Linked DNA regions of Sus scrofa: region 1 is linked to region 2. The links are chromatin contacts, called in public HiChIP or PLAC-seq maps. All regions are on one chromosome and are shown on one strand. The core of a region is the stretch at or near the end of the contact, and the rest is flanking DNA. Distances in the headings are between cores, read along the strand shown. Region 1 has its middle 96 kb from the start of DHX40. Region 2 holds the start of YPEL2 (protein yippee-like 2).

Region 1 (2,700 bases), core at 1-2,500, 110 kb before region 2:
TGCAGAAGATTAAGGATCTAGTGCTGTCACTACAGCAGCTTGAGTTTGATCCCTGGACCAGGAACTTCCACATACAACACACATCTTGAGAGGGTATAAAAGAATGATTACAGGATTTCCCATTGTGGCTCAGCAGAAATGAATCCGACTAGCATCCATGAGGACGCAGTTTCGATCCCTGGCCTCACTCAGCGGGTTAAGGATCTGGCGTTGCCGTGAGCTGTGGTGTGGGTCGCAGACAGGACTCAGATCTGGTGTTGCTGTGGCTGTGGCGTAGGTCAGTGGCTGCAGCTCCAATTTGACCCCTAGCCTGGGAACTTCCATATGCTGTGGGTTCAGCCCTAAAAAGCCAAAAAAAAAAAGAAAAGAAAAAGAAAAAGAAAAAAAAAAAAAAAAAAGGATTACAGTTAAGAGGGTTCAGCCCAGACAATCTTCCTATGAGTGGCGAGATATTGATAAGTATATGTGAATGAAGAGGGAAAAGACAGGGAAAGCCCTTTCTAGTGGACAGATGAGGGGTAAACTGTAAATTCCAGGCAGTGGCTTACAGATACTTTATTATCTTATGCATGTCTCCAGACTTTCATTGGTTCCCTCTAGCATGTCACACACTGCAGTGGCTGCACACACATATAACCACATCTCATGCTACATATTTTGGATTAATCATGGGCATTCTTCAAATGTGCTCACCAATATGCAAACATTTTTTTTTCTTTGGATTCAAAAAGTCAGATCCTCAACACAACACTGTAAATCAACCTACTTCTCAATAAAATTTTTTTTTTTTAAATGGGGGGAGGCAGTTCTTCACCCTTTCTTGTGTAGTTGGCTGTGACTCTGGCTCTTCTTTAAAAAAGGAAATTCCTTACATGCGTGCCCTCCTCAGTTGCTAGAGCCTTTCTAAAGTGGTGCAAATCTCTGCAAAGCTCTTAATCAGATCTCATAAACGATTAGCCCAAATGTGTTTTCAGTTTCTAGATAAAGTTAATCATCCTTGAAGGGCAGGAATTAACATGAAAATGGGGAACTTCGTGGTTCCTCTGTCTGTCTAGATTTAGTTTGCCAAGCAAACGCGGTTGCACAGAAGATGAAATGCAGAGTTTCAGGGTTTACTTTCCAAATAAGCTGGTATGATTGTAATCCGATCCTCATCACAAAGGTATCTGAAAACCAGAGTTGTGCTAGAGGTGAAACGGTGAGAATAAAATGGAGCGTGTGAGAGCGCCCCCAGTGGATGCCTGTGGGAAAGCACACAAGGAGACCCGACCCTCCCACAGCTTTCTAAAGCGCCACAAGTAAACTGGAGAGTCCAGTAGAGAAATATGATCATAATGAGGAGATAATACCCTTTAAATAAGTCCTTAGAATTCCATCATAAGCTCAAGGACTCAGTCTCTCATCTGAGCTCTATGGCAGGTCACTGAGATCAGGATGGGGCCCTGAGGCTGTCCTGGTGGGTGCTGCCCTTTGGCTTCAGAGCTACAAATTCCTCTCTGCCCAGCAACACTCTGGCAGGGAAGGCCGGATTGCCCAGGAGCAGCTGACTGTTCATCTCTGTCAGAGCCTATCAGCCAGGAGCTTGTCACCAGCTGCCCAGCACACCCGGGGAAAAATGGTTCCTGTATTCACAGAGATAATTTGAGTGGATAGGAATAGCATCAGGGAAGAGAATGGCATCACCAAATCAATACTTGAGCTTTACAAATGAATGTCTTGGCTCTGGCTCTCAGTTTATATTCAAGAGGCCATTGCTCCCAGACAAAGACGCTAAATGGAACAGACATTTCGCTCCAAACAACAGCAAATTCCCTCTTCTTAATGAGGAGTCAACAAGAGACCTGACATATTAAAGAAAATTCATTTAGGAGCTCCCCCTATGGCTCAGCAGGTTAAGAATCTGACATGGTGTCTGTGAGGATTCAGGTTAGATCCCTGGCCTCGCTCAGTGGGTTAAAGATCCAATGTTGCTTTGAGTGTGGTGTAGGTTGTAGATGCAGCTCAGATCTGGCATTGCTGTCGCTGTGGCATAAACTGGCGACTATAGCTTGGTTTCGACCCCTAGCCTGGGAACTTCCATATGCCATGGGTGTGGCCCTAAAAAGAAAAAAAAAAAAAAAAGAAAAAGAAAGGGAAAAAAGAATGACTCTATACCCATGTTCATAGCATCATTATTCACAACAGCTAAGACATGGAAGAGACCCAAATGTCCACTGATGGACAAATGGTAAACAAAATAAAATATATACAGATAATGGAATATTATTTAGCCTTGAAAAGGAAGGACATTCTGATAAAGCTACAACATGGATGAAGCTTGAAGACATTATCCTAACTGAAAAAACTGATCACAAAACCACAAATGCTGTTAAACTGAAGCCGGACCTGTGGGGCTCCTAGGCATACAAGCCTTTCTGTGTCCCCTATTTTCTGCTTTTGGGGAATAAGCCTCAGCTTCCACGACCTTCCCTGAGTTTCAAAGGACATGTTCAAACAGTAGCTAATTAGGGAAGGGAGGGGCTACAGAGCCTAGTGAGGAACAGTCTAGAAACAGAACAGCCTTGGGGCAGGGTCCTGGTTTCTCCTTAGGAAATATATATAACAATATCTTTGAGTTCTTCTGCAGAAGTAAAACAAATGAAAACAAGAGAGGAGGACCACCAGAAGCAATTCTGGGGCCACTGAACATCAATTTTGAAG
Region 2 (2,700 bases), core at 23-2,522:
CAGTGGCCAAGGAGGATGAACTTGAAGCAGTGAGAGGTTGGGGCTGCCCCTCAGCACCAGTTCCTGGGAGGTACTCGCTGGAGAGGCCCCTACATTCCGGCGGGCAGGAGAGCACTCGCGCCCACCCCCTTGGCAAGGGCACTGGGGAGGCGCCGGGAAGCGGCCAGGCAGGAACTCGGCTGCGGTTACCTCGGCCCGGAGCTGGCCAAGCGCTCCTGGGAGTTTCGAGGGCGGCCAGTCCCCCGAAGGCGGGGGCACTGAGGGCGGCGCCCCCAGATCCAGTGTCTCCTGCGGAGACTTAGCGTCCTCGGAGACAGAAAACGCCCGTAGTCCCTACCCTGCCCCCCACGGAGTTTGAACTACGGGAACTACGCTAAGGAAGCAGCAGCAACTGAGTCTCCAGGTTCCCTCCACCCTACCCTCGCCGCCTAGCCGCGCGCCCCAGACTAGCCTGGCTCGCCACACAGGTCCTCAGCCCCGACCGGGGAACCCGGGCCACCTGGGCTCCCGCCGCGGGCCGCCGCCTGAGCTCCGCAGTGTTTGTAAACAAACCGGTCACGTGGCCCCGGCGGCCTGCTCCCCGCCCCCTGAGCCCGCGGCCCCCCGGGGAGACCCCCCCCCCAGCCAGACCCCGCCTCGGCTGCGAGGGGCAGAGGGCGCCGCGCGCTCTGGAGAAGCCGGGCCGCAGGAGCCACGGGACCTGAGCCCAGTGCCCGGGGCCGGGCGCCCGAACTGACAGCGCGTCCCACGCCCACGCACGCCCGGCCCGCGCAGCGCTCGCATCTGCTTACCCGGCAGCAGGCAGCCCCGTCCGGCCAGCGCTGAGCTCGGCTCCGCGGGGGTGCGCAGCAGCGAAGGACCGCCCGGCCGGATCCCGGGCTCTGGGCGCGCTCTTAAAGCCACAGTCTCCGCCACTGCCGCCGCCGCCACTCCGCATCCCTCCGGGTTGGGGCCGGGGGCTGCCCGGTGACGGACGCACCCCCGCGCCTATCCCCTCGGCTCAGCACATAGCAACACGTCGCGGGTTGGCTCGGCCCGGCCGCAGCCCATCCGCCCTGAGCCAATCAGCGAAGGACGGAACTCCGCCCCCTGCTTCCCCTACCTCCCACCCCCCACACCCCCACCCCTCGGGCCCGGCCGGGCTTGGGTGCGGGGAGTGCGGCGGGTGCCCAGTCTGGCCCGCTGAGGCTCAGCCAGTGGAGCCTGTCCAAGCAGGGCAGCTGGCCGGCGCAACAGGGAGAAAGGGTGATGTGGTTGGGTAGGCTCTCTCGGCGCCCAGGAGGAGACCGTTTATTTGAGTTTGGAGTTTGTCCCCAGGTCAAGGCTGGGATTTTCAGAACCCGGGGAAGGGAGAGGAGAGGCTTTACAGTGCTTCTCCTACTTGGGGCGGCCAAGAGAGTAACTCCCGGCTCACGCCTTAGCCATCCCTAACTCAGAGTCTAAGTTACCTGAAAAGGCTCTCGGGACCCGCAGGAGTTGAGTTTAATAAAGATGGTGACAGCCCGACAGGACCCTAGCCAGGCCCTACTCAAAAGCGAGGCATTTCCCCCTTTTCTCTCTGCTCTGCTTAAATGTAGCTAATTAAAAGTGGGAAAGACACATTCGGGGGACTTATAAGGCAACTAGCCCCCAATTGCTGGCGATTTCCCGATGCTTTTGGAGAGAAATGATTCGCCCAGGAGAATAGGATGGTCAGTGACCACAGGGGAGGCACCCACGTTCTGGGTCAGTGGAGTGGTGCTTTTCAAGGAAGAGAAGGTTAAAAAACAGCCCAGGGCAGTCAGGAAATCTAGGGAGGCACCAGGTGGGTGGGGTGGGACAGTCTCCCAGCAAGAAAACAGGTCAATTTCGGAAAGAATGCTGTCAGGGATCAGGGGCAGAGAGCAGCCCAGCCTTTTCAGCTGCCCACTGTGGTTCTGCAGTCCCTCAGAAAGCAGTAGGAAGCCCCATGTTTTATTGAGTTGCTGTCAGAATGTGAGATGTTTCCGGAGGTGCTGCTGACTTCAATCTCCTTCTACACACTGGTTTGCTCATAAAGGGAGAATGGCACTGGGGTAGGTCCCCAGATGCCTCAAACCAGGTACCCAGGTACCGGAACTCCACCCAGCTGTCTTTAAAATAGATGTGATTCAGTTAATATACTTTGTGTTCAGATTGTATTCAGTTAATACATATTGCATGGTTTGATATGAATCCAGTCCTAATGTTAGTAAAAAACAAACAAACAAAAAAAACCCCATCAAATCTGCAGTTCTCTGTAAGCAGGAACAGGTCACTGTTCACAAGCAACAAACTTGGAAAATCTAAAACAGAAAAAAAAATGCTTTTCAGATAAGAAAAATTCATGACCAAGAAAGGTTTAATAATTAATCTTTAGAGGTGGTAGATTCTTTAGGTGATCCAGAGCTTGATTTCTGCCCTGATCTGCCATGTGGGCATATTTCTTTATCTCTCTAGGCCTTAGTTTCCACTGTTTAAAACAAAGATTGAAATAGGATCATCTCTAAAGTCCCTTCCCCCTCTAAAATCTAAGCAGGGCCAGGAAGTCAAACTTGTTACAACATTTCAGGCTATATTCTCCTAGTGAATATTGGTGTTGCCAGATCACCTCTTCCCATCAGTGGATGTTGCTTTAGTTTAGCATCCTAGGATGTGGGTATGTTATGTAACAAGATTGGTGGCTACTGTTTCTGTTTAAAT

What was found. HiChIP or PLAC-seq counts read pairs in DNA pulled down with a chosen protein or histone mark.
Region 1: a contact with region 2 is called in an H3K27ac HiChIP or PLAC-seq map of skeletal muscle. The contact joins the enhancer-like site here to the promoter of YPEL2 in region 2. A contact is called at or near these places in 4 of 5 promoter capture datasets (fetal liver, liver and skeletal muscle), 14 of 47 Hi-C or Micro-C datasets (alveolar macrophages, embryonic fibroblasts, epiblast stem cells and 8 more) and 2 of 2 datasets of contacts at active chromatin or transcription factors (alveolar macrophages and skeletal muscle).

The regions. Positions count from the first base shown.
Region 1 is chr12:35,684,636-35,687,335 of Sscrofa11.1, reverse strand. No RefSeq gene overlaps it. Among named protein-coding and RNA genes, the nearest start is that of DHX40, 96 kb to the left of the region's middle. Within about 2 kb of position 1,250, at least 13 of the 83 cell types and tissues checked have an H3K27ac peak or open chromatin away from gene starts, as enhancers often do. A contact at or near this core is called in alveolar macrophages, retroperitoneal adipose tissue and skeletal muscle, where this site is marked.
Region 2 is chr12:35,571,720-35,574,419 of Sscrofa11.1, reverse strand. YPEL2 (protein yippee-like 2) reads right to left here and starts at 1,272. Exons shown (of 5, transcript XM_003131686.6): 1 at 792-1,272.